Linked DNA regions of Mus musculus: region 2 is linked to region 1. A link is a contact called in public Hi-C data. All regions are on one chromosome and are shown on one strand. Each heading gives the region's core, a stretch centred on a gene start, on an enhancer-like site or on the middle of the called end of the contact. The rest is flanking DNA. Distances are from core to core; before and after follow the strand shown. Region 1 has its middle 25 kb from the start of Gm30713. Region 2 overlaps Pcnx2 (pecanex homolog 2).

The links. Hi-C and Micro-C count contacts between places; a contact is called where the count stands out from the background.
Region 2: a Hi-C map of bone marrow-derived macrophages shows a contact between it and region 1, with 20 read pairs. The contact joins two enhancer-like sites. A contact is called at or near these places in 1 of 15 datasets of contacts at CTCF or cohesin (large pre-B cells), 3 of 484 Hi-C or Micro-C datasets (bone marrow-derived macrophages, embryonic fibroblasts and nephron progenitors), 1 of 115 datasets of contacts at active chromatin or transcription factors (bone marrow-derived macrophages) and 1 of 9 other capture datasets (embryonic stem cells).

Annotation. Positions count from the first base shown.
Region 1 is chr8:125,407,240-125,414,157 of GRCm38.p6, forward strand. No RefSeq gene overlaps it. Among named protein-coding and RNA genes, the nearest start is that of Gm30713, 25 kb to the left of the region's middle. Within about 2 kb of position 3,517, at least 36 of the 459 cell types and tissues checked have an H3K27ac peak or open chromatin away from gene starts, as enhancers often do. A contact at or near this core is called in bone marrow-derived macrophages, where this site is marked.
Region 2 is chr8:125,868,625-125,875,828 of GRCm38.p6, forward strand. Pcnx2 (pecanex homolog 2) reads right to left here. Exons shown (of 34, transcript NM_175561.4): 8 at 6,603-6,696. Among named protein-coding and RNA genes, the nearest start is that of Gm46061, 20 kb to the left of the region's middle. Within about 2 kb of position 2,382, at least 67 of the 459 cell types and tissues checked have an H3K27ac peak or open chromatin away from gene starts, as enhancers often do. A contact at or near this core is called in bone marrow-derived macrophages, where this site is marked.

The DNA of each region.
Region 1 (6,918 bases), core at 2,267-4,766:
GTTTAAACGTGTGAAATGATTTCGATACACATAGAGTCATACATGTTTACATACATGGGCAATCACTATACATACCACACATACTTGTATGTGCACACAAATAGGCACACATGCATTTGCATGCACATGTATTCACAAACACATGGCGATACATGTGCATATACAGAAATACACATACACATGCACACATACATACATGATCATTCCTGCATAGGCATAATGATATATACACATGTATTACATGTATACATGTAAACACATCCACACCTGCACACATATGCTCACACAGGGACACACATACAAAATTACAGACATGCCAATATAGGGATATATGCAAAGACACACATGTTCATACAGGCACACATGTACACATACATGCAGATATGCCCACATAGGGACAGGCATGCAGCAGACATACATGTGCACACAGGTACATGTATATGTACACACTGGCCAGGCACACACTCAGGCATACACAAAATTGGTTGTGATCTCAAGGACTGATCTACTGGGCTCAGCTGGGGGCCACTCTCCACTCTGTGCTCTGCTGACTCTGAGGACAAGGCTCGAGACTCAGCTGGAACTATGCTCCCTCGCAGGGGCACCAGCTACTGTGCCTCCTCGTGTTTGCTCAGTGCCGTGGAGATGAGAGGCCCCTTGAGAAGAGAGACGCTGTTTCATTATTGATGGTAACACTGACAGCTCAGCTCTCCTCCAGCTGTGCCACTTGTCCCCTCGAGCGGGCAGTGGGAAAGGCTGCCAACAAAGAGAGCTGAGCTAATGTGGCCTCGGGTGGCCTGGTGAGGATGCACGTCCCTGGGCCTGAGTGAGATGCCCAGCTACCTGGATTCCTTCTCCCCCAAACATCCAGGACCTGTCAAGTGTCTGGTGCTGTGCTAAGGAAAAGGGAAGTATGAATAGTCTTGGGAGGAACCCCACAGGCTTGTTGGGGGGGACTGATCCATAAAAACATGGCCAGCTAGGTGTGAAGGCCAAGTGTGCCAGGCAGTTCCTGACACTATCTGCCTGAGATAAGCAACTTACAAAGAGAGTTTACTCTGGCTCAGTTTGGATGGTTCCAGGCTAAGATTGGGAGACCCTGTGCCATCAGCCAGTGAGGAGGTAGCCCATGAAGGCAGGAGCCTGTGGCCCTACACACTAGCTCACCTCACCAGGGAAGATGCCAAAGAGAGAGGAAGGGGCTGGGTTCCCACAACCCCTTTCAAGGACACATCCCCAGTGACTTAAAGACCTCCCAAGCAGCTCCTCCTCCTCAGGGCTCCAGCAGCATCACATGGGGTGGGGCTGGGGGCGGGGCCAGGTCGGGGTTGGGTGGGGGTGGGGTGGGGTTGGGGCTCAGGGGAGGGAACCAACCCTCTTACACGTGGAAGCTGGCCATTCCTGCATACTTGCCCCACCATGCCAGGTCTCTGAGAAGTCAGAGTACATTTGTTGAGTGCTCAACATCTCCAATGACAGGGATACTGCAGAAGAGCATTGGGATTCTGTGAGGTGTCTGGCGATCCCAGCAGCTGGTAGGTGCTTTCCTGCATGCCTTCCAAAGGCATCCTCAATTCTCACAGCCATATTAAGAAGTAGTTAAAACTATCGACTTTTACTTATACACAGGGAAACTGAGCCACAGAGAGACTGAGCATCTTGCCCAGCATCACACAAACTCTTGAAGATCAGCATCCTGACATGGGCTCTCATCACAGAGCTTGATGTGGGGTGGAGGTGGGGGTCTCGGAAGAAATCTGTGCACATTGTGGTTGTGGTGGGGGAGGAGGTCAAATCATTTCCTAGAGTCTCAGTGTCCCTCTGGCCTTGCTGCTGAAATAGGGACCAGCACACAGGTCCTGAGTCTGTCTCTTGTTCTGACCTCTCCCTCCTTCTCTCTCTTCCTCCCTCACCCCCCCTCCCTTTCTCCCTCCCTCCCTCCTTCTTTTCCTGGAGATGATGAAGATGTCAGGCCACCCTGGGAAGTTTGGTGAGCCATTTTGAAGCAGGTAGGAAGTTCTTTGGAAGACAAGGTTGAGCTTTCAGAGGTGGAGCAGGCATGGGAGGAGTCAGGGTCTGGGAATTCAAATGACTTCTCAGAGACTGCTGACTGGCCCTGTGGGCAGGAATGTCCCTGGGTCTGCTCACTATGAATGAGAGCAGCTGTGTTGACCCAGAAGCAGGATGCTGGCATACACAGGGGGAGCCATCAAGGTGAAGGGGAGCTGGGGGAGGGGCAGGTAGACAAGAAACATGGTTCCCTGTGGTAGCTTCCTGATCCCAGAAGACATTGTGGGGAAGATAGAGAGGCAGGTATCTAAAAGATCTAATGCGGAAAGGCTAAGGGTATAAAATACCCAAGCTCTTTCCGGTCCTGAGGGATAAAGCTGTTACTTTCTCTTTCTCTCAAGTTTGTCTGCATTAAGGAACTAATTCAGTGATCACCTGACCGCCAGCCAGCACCTGTTACTAAGGACTCCTCACAGATGGTCAGCCATAGCAGCTCTTTATGGGGTTAAATGCATTGAACGATAGGAGCATGCTGGAGGTGAAGTGACTGTTGCTCTGTCTAGGCTGAGCCAGCAGGTCATCCAGCCCTGACTTTCTAGGAGCAGAGGGAGAACAGGCCACATAGTCTGCCATCCTTCCACCTGGCCCTGTGTCACTAAGGCAGAGCAGAGGCTGCAGGTCCCAACTGCCCAGGAGTGCTGGGCCAGGCACTCAGTTTGGTTTAAGTGTGCCTCAGGTTTGTATGTTGGAACACTTGGTGTCTTAGTCAGGGATTCTATTCCCGCACAAACATCAAGGCCAAGAAGCAAGTTGGGGAGGAAAGGGTTTATTCGGCTTACACTTCTACATTGCTGTTCATCACCAAAAGAAGTCAGGACTAGAACCCAAGCAGGTCAGGGAGCAGGAGCTGATGCAGAGGCCATGGAGGGATGTTACTTACTGGCTTGCTTCTCCTGGCTTGCTCAGCTTGCTTTCTTATAGAACCCAGGACCACCAGCTCAGGGATGGCACCACCCACAACGGGCTGGGCCCTCCCCCCTTGATCACTAATTGAGAAAATGCCTTACAGCTGGATCTCATGGAGGCATTTCCTCGAGGGAGGCTCCTTTATCTGTGATAACTCCAGCTTGTGTCAAGTTGACACACAAAACCAGCCAGTACACTTGGTCTCTAGACAGTGTTCTGTTTGGGGACGGTTATAGAACTCTGTGGGAGAATGAAGCATTTTGGTCTGAGAGTTCAGCTTTGCTCCTGTCTGTCATGTTTCCGGACCCCAGACACAGGGTGACCTGCTGCATCCGGCTTCTACGGTGCCATTCCCTCCAAAATGGATGACCAGATAACTCTCTGAATCCTTGATCTGAAAATAAGCCTTTCTTCCCTTAAGTTACTTCCTGTAAGGAGTTTGGTCATCCTGACAAGAAAATAACTAATACACTAGCTTAAAGGAACAGTCTGGTCCCAAGGGTGCTGGTGGCTGCTGAGGCCACTCACCATCCCCACGACAATGACTCACAGCCATCTGCCCTGCCATGTGCCCGAGCACCACTATGCAAACATGGGCCTTGCTGGTTTTAAAAGAGAAACATCAATGCACAGTCCCTGTGGTCTGGGGCACGAGATCCAAGTGTGTTTACACAGTTAATATGGAGTTCTGTTCTCACGAACCCTGGCTCTCAGGCGGCTCTTCCTGGCAGTGGCCCTGATTCTTCTGCTTCTCAGCCATGGAGCAGGAAGTAGGAGCCAGGGAGAGCAGAGAAGCAGTAGGCTGGACCTAGTTCTATGGCCCTGCATACTCCCTGCTGTAGCCTGGTCCCTCCCTTGATAAGGTGGTCCTTCCATGCTGCTACCTCCTGAGAGACCCGTTGCATGGTGCCCCAGCTCAGGGAACAGTGTCTACACCATAGGAAGGGTTCATCCCCTACTGAAATGGAGTCAGCGGTGAGCTGAGAAAGATAGAAAGCGGGAGCTATGGTGTGGGGGTCTGGGCCCGTTAGAGACCAGGAGTATGGAACTCAGCTTCCTCAGAGCTTAAGTACTGATCGAGAACTCTCTTCCCAGAGATGTCTTTCTACAAGACAAAGAATCCACACAGCAGAACTTTATCCAGGTCTGCTGAGAAAGCAAATGTACTCCTCGTGCTAACTTTGAATTGAGAGCTTCATGCCTTAAGGCACCCAGCTGTGGTCACTCTGCTCCTCAGAGAGGCCACCCACCTTGCAAAAGGCAAAGAGTTGGGCTGATGGTCACATGATCTTCCTCAGACTTCTTCTGTTGAGGCTCTAACTCCAAATTCACCTCAGCCAGGCAAAGGCCAGCAAAGGGAAGCCACGAGTGGTCAAGCTCAAGGGCCAACAATAGAATGAGTAGCCAGGGACACAGGAGCAGTCTACGTTCCCTTCTGGCCAATGTGGCCCTGCCCAAATGAAGTACGCATTTAATCCTCCCATGTTCTTGGCACTCAAGGCTCCTGTGGACACCTCCCAGGACTCACACATGAGCAAGGACTCACAGGAGCCCAGAGGTTCTGCAGGGACACACAGTTAATTGGTGTCTTATTACTCTGCATGAGACACCAGCTGTTTGTACCAGTAGATGTTCAAGTGCAGGAAGTTCCAAGAGGTTGTAGGTAGGATGGCTCTGACCCAATGTCCACCCATAGCACAGACCCCACCTGCCTCCTTGCTGGCTGTCAGCTGTGTTCAGGGCTGAGCCATGCTTCCCTCTCAGGATCAAACAGGATGGGGGTGGTGGCCCCAGCATCTCTGAAATGATGACATGGCCATGGGGAATCATGACACAATTGTTCTTCACCTGTGCTGTAATTTCTCAGGAATTCAATGTTCCTAAGATCCTGGATCAGGGTGGGGATCAGCCTGGAATTAAGGGTACCCTGGAAGTATGGGGACCTGGTTTTACTCTCAGCACCCCTGCCCTTACACACACACACACACACACACACACACACCAGAAATAGTGGCTGTAATAGAGTCCTAGACCTTAGTAGACTCCCAGGCCTTAGCACAACTGACTCCATGATGGACCATTCAGGACATAAAACACAGCATGTAGACAGCACCACCTGCCAAAATGAAAACAAAGACCTAATCCATCAAAGCCCACAGTTCTGGGAAAGTCTCTAAATATAACTTTTTCTTTTGGCCTCTATAATTCCACTTCTGGCTAACTGTTCTTGTTATCTGAAGTGTGCCAACCCAGAATATGAGTTTTGTGCTTAAACCCTCACCCTGAGATAGTCTCACTGGGATCCCTAACATAGTGTAGTCGCTGCCTGGCTCAGAGTGACTTTCTACTGGCTTGAACCCACATCCCAGGAGTCTTCTCTGGTGGGATACCCCACAACAGTGGCAGCCATCTGAAATCCTAGCATTAGAAAACTGGAGAAAAGAGAATCCCTGGAGCTGACAGCAGACAGTCTGGTCAAACTGGCGAGCTTCAGATTCAGGAAGAGCCTATCTCAAAATGATGATGGTGATGATGGTGGTGGTGGTGGTGGTGATGATGATGATGTAGAGAACAAGTGAGGAAGACAGCCACCATTGAGGACTTCTGGCACACACACACACACACACACACACACACACACACACGTGCACACGTACAAACATACACCTAAATTTTGACTTACAGGGTCTCACTTGTCCTAACATACACAGGTTAATCAAATTCTAAGTGCAGACATTTTAGTCAGAATGCAAGCCTCCAGGGCCCTTTCTGTTCACTAGCCCTTCCTCCCTTTGAGGACTGCCTTTCCAAAGGCCATGCTGTTAATCTGCTCTCCCAAATGCTTCATCTCTCCCTTCTGTCTACATCTGGTTTTACCCAAGTGAGGACTTGTTCCTCCTGCCCCATGAGCACCAGCGACTTCTCACAGTAGCTGGTCTCCTTTGAAGTGTGGTCCCTCTCCTTCTCCCGGAAGCTCTGTGTCTCTAATCCCCTCCCTGCTGCTTCTGCGGCTGATCTCACTCCACAACTCATCCTACCAGATGCCGCAGAGTTAAATGTTAAAGTTTAGGGCCCAGAGCAAACGTTGCAGAACCATTCCTCCCCCTCGCTGCATCGATTCACTAATTACTAAGTTAATCACTCTTCAGAGAGGCTTCTCTTCCCTGTTGCTCTTCCTGTGGACCCAGAGCTGAGCTTCCCAGGCACCCAGGGGGCTCCTCAGTGGGATTTCCAGTTTCCTACGAGCACCATTTCCCTCCCTTCCCTGGGCTCTGCAGCTCCGTTTTCTGTATATGTGAGTCTGACCGCTCCAATACCCACACTTCCTATAAGAGGGGTCACATGATCACTGGTCTGGGCTGCTGGCTTATCTCACTTTGCATAATGTCCACATCCATATTAAAACACATGGCCATCTTTCTTTATAAGGCTGAATAATGCTCTGTTGGATGCTGTCTTACTCCCCTCACTGCTGTGACCAATGGACGGGATTATTTCAGTCAGGGGCTGTGGTCCTTCCCAGGGGGAAAGGCAGCAAGGCAGTAGCATGCCTGTGTCCTGAGGTGGCGGCTGGTCGCATGGCATCTGCAGTCAGGAAACACAGACTGAGAAAGCTGGTGCTCAGCTCTGTCTCCTTTCTCTTCAGTCTGTTCACCCCTCAGCCATGGGATGGTGTCACATTTAGGGTACATCTCCCCTTAGCCAACCCAATCTAGAGAACCCGTCACAGGCATTCCCGGACATTTGTTTCCTAGGTGCTTCTAGAGTGGTCTGTCAACTTGACAGCGCTGACCATCATGAATGTGTGTGTTTTGGTTTCCTGGGATCCATATCTGAGGGATCTCCATCTTCCAGCTACTGTGAACATGGCTACATAAATATGGAGCAACAGTTCTATGCCTCTCTTCAATCCTTTTGTTCTATGTACAGATATGGGGACTG
Region 2 (7,204 bases), core at 1,132-3,631, 460 kb after region 1:
CATGGTTTGGGGATGAAACTCAGTTCATCTGCCAGAGCAGAGTGTGCTGACCCGTTTCTTACAGTCTGGAACTCAAATAGGCCCCTCAAAGACTCATGTGTTTGGACACTCGCTCTCCACCTGGTGGCGCTGTTTTTGAGGGGCTGTGAAACCTTTGGGAGGTGGAGCCTTTGCTGGAGGAAGTGAGACCCTGGGGGTGGTGGAATGTGAAGGTTATAGTCCAGGCCTGCTCGCCATTCAGTCTGTTTCCTGGCCTACTAGAAAGTGAAGAACGCTTCTGTATTGTCTACCCTAACATGATGGACGGTGGTTCCCTCTGATACCACGAGGTGGAATCAATCCTCCCCCTGTCAACTCTCTGCTGTCAGGTTCTTGGTCACAGCCGTGAGAACGGCTCACTAGCACACTATGTTCTCCGGAATGTCTGCTCCCTTGTGAGCGCTCTCCCTGCTGATCAGCTCACCACACCTCCCACTGATGGAGTGGCCCGCCGGATTTATCAGGACAGCTTTTCACTTCGACTCTGTTTACATGGACAGCACTGAGTGACGCTGCTCTGGAACCTTGTAGTGAGATAAGATCAAAATGGGGGCTCCTTGATTGGATAGGACAGAGACTCGGAAGTTTGCTGTGTGAGAACTGCATGGAAGCCAAGAAACTAACTAGGCTACGTTTCAGGTGAGAGAGGTCAGGCTGACATACGGGCAGGAAAGGGGACCACACCACACATGGGGGAGCTAGAGGTATATGGATCTTCTACTGCTGACTGCTACAGAAGGTGCTAGAAACAGCTCTTCTAGATACACACCTGCTGATGCTTCCTGCCAAGATGTGGTACTCTAAGGAGGGACTACTTCTGGGCTCGGTTCCTGCACATTAGCAAGCATGCTTCTAATTGCAAAATACTATGTCATAAACAGGAATGGATCCAAACCAGTGCTGTACTGCTGACTGCCTCGGCTTAAAGCACATGGCTTGGCCACCTTGGTTCTATGCCCGAGAGAGAGAGAGACAGGCGTTTCCTTCCTAGGGGTGTAGGAACTAGAACGGACTGAACAGAACGTCCTGATGGAGCCTCTACGTCAGGCACAAGTAAGTAAGAGGTTCTGGTCTCGCTGTTGCGTCTTGATGAGGAACTTGGCCTGAGTCTCCCTGTTAGGTAGCAAGATGGCTGCCAGCCTTCCCATAGATAATGCCTTGGCTCCGACTGCAATGGTGAAGAAGGTCCAGCATTCATTCATCATTATCTAACAAAGACTCAAACAACAGATCAGCTTCCCTCTCAAGGAACTATTTTCACTAGATGTGGCTGGGCCCTTATCACAAGCACACACTGTCACCTCTGCTGGCTCCTGGGCAGCCTGGAGGGACAAGCCTGTGATTAGCAAGACTGTACCTCAAATGGAGCTGCTCCTCCAGGGCCTATCCTCTTCCTCTAGGCTGTGGCGGCTACAGCATTAAAGGATCATGAGACCAGTGCTCTCTGCTGCATTAATAAACATTTATTCCAGGACTGTTTATTAGGGATGTCAAGGGACGTTCCCACCTCCTCTGAAACATCTGAGGGATGGAGAGAGCCCACTCTCTGGAATGACCTTCTCAGTGACACCACCAGGTCTCCATCAGCCTGAGGCTGGGTTGGTCTCAGGTCAACTAGTTCTCCTCAGGGTCAAAGCAGAGGCTGGAGCACTCAGAGAAACATGAGGGGGGAGGTTGGTGGTGTAGGGGTGACAAGAACGAACCAGCCCCGGAAGGGAACAAAGAGGCTGAAGCTGAGCTGGGCCCTGGTGGCTCCAACCTGGAATTCCAGCATTTGGGTGACTAAGGCAGGGGGATAGCTGGAAGTCTGAGGCTAATCTGGGTTACACAGTATGAGGCTCTGTTCCAAATTGGCATCTCTGCTGGGCTGGGTGGGACAGGGCTGGGTCTGGGGTAAACGGAAAGTGGTTAGAGTCCCTGTGTTCCTAACGTTGTCCTACCCATCTGGGGAAGCTGCAAGAACAATCCAAGGCCAGTGCTGCTTTCTCCCAGTGACAGAGAAAGTATCGCCGGAAATTCCTTATCCTCACCAGATTGTAAAACAAGTGTTTTCTGCCCCCCTGGAGACCTTATCTTTTCTGCCTGTCCTTCCCAAGGCTCCCGACTCAACTGTGGGATGGGTGGGAAGGGGGTGGGGAGGGATGCCTTAGGACAGAAGTTAGTGTAACAGGCTCACTGGCTGTAGAGGACACTAAAGGACATCAGCCTGATGGGGGATGGGAGGGAGGTTTCTAACAGGGAGAGGGCTTTGATGTGGGATCAACTCCCCTTTCATAAGACAGCACAAATAAAGGGAAGCCTCTGAGAGGCTGCAGAGGGAAATCAAGTGGATGGAGAGTGCCCTCATGTGGCAGCCGGGGGTGTGTGCAGCCACAAAGCCTCAGCTTCCGCTTGGAATTTTATTCCTGGAACTCTGGGGCCTGGAGAGAAATAGCACCTCTTAACCACGTGTCTGAGTGAGACCCCGGGATGAGGACCAGTCCAGGACGAGGAGAGATCAACAAAGACTGAGAAACCACACCTCAGAGAGGGTGTGGGAGAAACCACAGGAAGGCCTGCTCCGGGACCATCCCCCCACCCCCACCCCCCTCTGTGTGATCAAAGCCGGCAAGAATTTCCAAGTCTCTAACCCTGATGCAGCAAACACTTATCTTCAAACCAACAGTGACACCGCTCTTTGCTTGAGGATAAATATCCTCAAAGAGAGCTGTCAAAAGGGCAGCTGGTGGGGTTCACTGAGGAGCCCCACATCTCCCTGTTCTGAGCACCCATCAGTCTCACCACAGCTGTCCCCACCCCTGTCTTTCCAAACTCAAGGTCTTCACTTCCTTGGAATAAAGCAAAAAAAACAAAACAAAAAAAAAAAAAACAAAAAACAAAAAACAAAAAAAAAACAAAAAACAAAAACAAAAAAACAAAAACAAAAACAAAAACAAAAAAACGGGTGATTATTTCTGGAATGTCTCTGTCTGCTTCCCATCTTCGGAAGCCAGGTGCAGCTACGGTCTGAGGAGACGGCTCAGTCGATACAGCGCTTGCCACACACACACAAGACCCTGAGTGTGAGGCCCAGAACCCACATACAAAAGTCAGGAGTGGTGTGTCAGCACTCAGGAGGCAGAGGGAGGTGGATCGGTGGCACACACTGGCCGGGAAGCCCAGCCTACTTGGTGAGGCTCAGGTCTCAAAAAAGGAAATACAAGGTGGATGGCCCATGAGAGGTGATGTGGGAGCAGTGTTAACTTCAAGGTTTGGGTCTGTCAAAGGAGAACATTTGTAGACAAATTTTCATGGGACGAAGAGCAGAAGCTCTCACTCTAGCTTAGTGGTGCATGGCAGTCAGCCCAGAAACTGGAAACAGAGGCAGGGAGAATCAAAGTTCAAGACCATCCTGGGCTGCATGTCTCAAAAACCAAACAAAACCAAGCAAAAACCAAGCAAAGGCTCAGCCGATGAAGTGCCTGCCCTGCAAGTTTGGGGACCCGGGTTCTGATCCCAGAACCCACACAGTGAAGTTTGTTGAGGTGAGCTTGTAATCCCAACACTCAGGAGACAGAGACAGGCGTGTGTTCCTGGGGCTCATCACCAGCCTGGCCTGCTAGGAGAACTCCAGGCCAATGAGAAACTCTGTCTCAAGTGAGATTTAAAGTTCCCTTCTGGCCTATATATGCACTGCACATGCACATGTGTGCATGTGTACACACACACACACACACACCACACACATGCACGCGCACACGTGTGCACACACATACACTCATGCATGGGGTGGAGAGTGAAATTTTAGTTACAAAGCCTATAAAGGAGTAGTGGATGTCTGACGTGCAGTGAGAATCATTTCAACCCTGAAGATTTGTTAGCCTTTCAGGCAACTTCTTCCATTTCCTGGGCTGATGACCTGCGTCCAGATCAGTTTTCAGGCAGATCAGCTCACTTTGGGCTCTGAACTAGTAAATCAGTCCTGTGTTCTGGTCAGTTAAACACAAAGCGGATTTACTGTCAGGCAGGATTTCCCAGCAGCCCCCGGAGATGCTGTGATTCAGGTTTCTGGGGAGAGCAGAGCAGTCAGATATCCTTCCCAGAGGCGCCTGCTTGAAGAACAGCTAGCGTGTGACTCAGGGTGCTCTGTGAGCCTCTGCGGTGGTGGTGGTGGGGGGGAGGGGGGCTGGTCTCACAGTGTTTGAGGGAGCCAGGAAGGGAAATGAACTTCCTCTCTCAGCTTCCTCCAGGAATTCCCAAAGAGACACGGAAGTTACATGGTTCACAAGTCCCCATTCAGAGCAGAGCATCTGGGACATAAAACAGTTACGTGAAGACCAGGCCTCACAATGGCTGAGAGAGTCACCTTCCAGCCAGTAATGGGATCCAGCAGTTTTACAAGCTAGTTGGAGGTACTCCCAGCCACTGAGGCCACCTTAGAGGGAAAGAGCTGTTTTTCTTCCAGTACCTTCTATGGTGTGCTCATGGAGTCCTAACCAGGCTCCCTTCCAATCTCAAAGTCAATATCTGCATTTGCTGTGGGTGGGAGGCTTCAGAACTTAACAGCCTTAAGAGCTAGAGACAGAAGTGACAGAAGTACACACGCCAAAGCTGCCTTAGGTGCCAAGGTGTTGGATCACAGGCTGCTAGGGGGACACCATGCTCTTAGATGCCCACTTCACAATCAGGTACAGTGCACCTGCTGAGAACGGGCTTCCTCCTGGCCAGATGCCAGGAAATGCCAAGGGTTGACTGCCAGGAAAGGTAAGCATAACTTTGTCCTTCTTTTCTAGGCAGAAGAAACCTGACACCGTGGAGTGACCTCCACAGAGAGCACTGTCCTGAATGCTGTACAAGAGTGTGTTTGCATGCATGTGTGCATATGTGTGCATGTGTGTACACATGTGTGCATTCATGTGTTTACATGTGTGTATACACACATGTGTGCATGTATGTGCATTCATGTGAGTATGCATGCATGCATATGTATATGTGCTTGTGTGTGCATGTGTGTACACATGTATGTCTTCATTCACGTGTGAATACATGTGTGTGTGCATGTGTGTGTGTAAAGAAAGTAGAGTATATTTATTCAGAGGAAACAAACAAAAGCAAAGCTCATGACTTTACTATGGGATAAAATAAGAGGCTTCCATTTGTTCTGAATTTAGCAGAAGAATATACCACCCTGCCTCTGGGAGGAGGATGTGGCAGTTCCAGGTCTGTGTCCTCCTGCCATTGAAGGCATCGTCTGAGAAAGCCGCTGTCCTAGATGACACTCATAAACTGCAGTCATGGCATGCACTAACTCGAGTTGAGTGGTGGATGCACACCTTTCCTTTTGAGTGTCTGCTTGCTTGTCTCTGGCTGGGGAAGCCCACTCTGATTGGTGCACATGCACATGAGACGGGAGGAGGTAAACACAGACTGTCTCTGCAGGACAGACTGGGTTTGAGTAGAGTGGGAAGGATGGGGCGGCGGGGAGGAAAGACCTCCAGGCACTGACATTTTCGACCAGGTGAGGATTGGTGATAGGGTCATAACATCAACCAGAGAACATTTCAGAGGTGGCTACATGACAAGGAAAATAGTGTCCTTTCTTTTAGGCTCCCTGAAAATCCCAACACACCTGTGGAAAAAAAAATATCTCAGGACTCCAGAAGCCGAGACCACAGGAGTTAGATCTTGTTTTGTTTGAGACCAGGTCTCATGTAGCTCAGGCTGTCTTCAGCATTTCTCTGCAGCTAAGGGTAGCCTTGGACTTCAGATCCTCTCGCCTCTACTACCCCCCAAGGGCTAGGATTATAGGATTACAGGATCACAGCATGCTCTGTTTATGCAGCACTGAAGATAAATGGAGGGCTTCAACTCAGTCTTACCGGTGGAGTCACACCCCCAGGTTCTTAAAACACCATTTATAGTCTCCATGTGGGTAGCCCACGACATGCCAATTACGCCACAGTAGTCCCTGTAATTCTTCAAACACACTCCACATAACAAATTTACCTCCACATTTACAGCAAGCAACGGAGGCTCACTCATTCAGATGCCGGCCATACAGAGTCTCTAAGTCCAGGGAACCTCAGACCTACTTCACAGCTGGCGAGCTGAGCTGAACAGCTAAGCTAGCCTTGTGCACTTTGGGGTGGGTGTTCAGCAATTCAGGCTGGTTCATTACCAGTGGAACTCACACAACTAGGGACTAGGTGCTGTTCAACACAGTTTCAATGAAACAGAAAAGACGCCTAGTTCAGCTACCTGTAGCGCAGCCTGCAAACCAGAAGCACCCACATTTCCAGTGTGCCTTGGGGGCAGACACTACACCTACCTCTGGAAAGCTGAGTTCTCAAGCCGCTGGGCTCATGTTCCCTCATACAGGTCCCCTCCCTGTCATCCTGTTCATCTTCTGCCAAGGCCACGGCCACAAAAAATGATTCTGCTGGGTTTTCTATAATGTCATATTTTCATTTCACACAAAACTCTATCCTGACCGCTACAAATAAACGCCTTTTCTCTACCCCAAGCTCCGCACTCTCCTCAGGGGGAGCCTGTGGATCCCAGACCTGGAGGCAAAGCCCACTCACCTGGCATGAGACACACAGTCGGGGTTCAAGGGTGGATGCTGAGAGGAGCCTTCTTTCTGATTTCCAGACTTTAAGTAACAGGATCTGACTTCCCCTGCGAAATCACGAGAGTTGAGCAGACAGTATCACCCATCTGTGAAGCACAGGCTCGTTTCTACTGTCTTCAAGTTGAAGGCAGCCCCGTCAGGGTCAGGCTGTTTGTAGAGTGATTGGGTTTGTTTTGTTCTGTCTGACACTTGAAGCAGAACTTTATTTAGCAAAGGAGAATGGCATTTAAAGCAAGTCACTAGGACAAAATAATCTACTTGTTTACCTGGTGATCCCCACGGTGACCACGCGTTAGGTGACCACGCGTTACCTCACCGCGGTTAACCTATTTACCTAATTACCGGTATTGTTCTGTTAGATCCTCAATCCACAGTTTTTTTTTTTTCCCCTGCTTTTCCTTAGTTTTGTTTTTTTTTTTTTTTTTTTCCTCTCCCTTTGGTGTCCAAGCTGTCCTGCAACTATTAATCCTCCTGCCTCAGCCTTCTGCTAGGATTTCAGGCATGGGCTATTAAAACTAGTATTTTCTCAGGTAGCTCAGGCTGGCCTTGAACTCC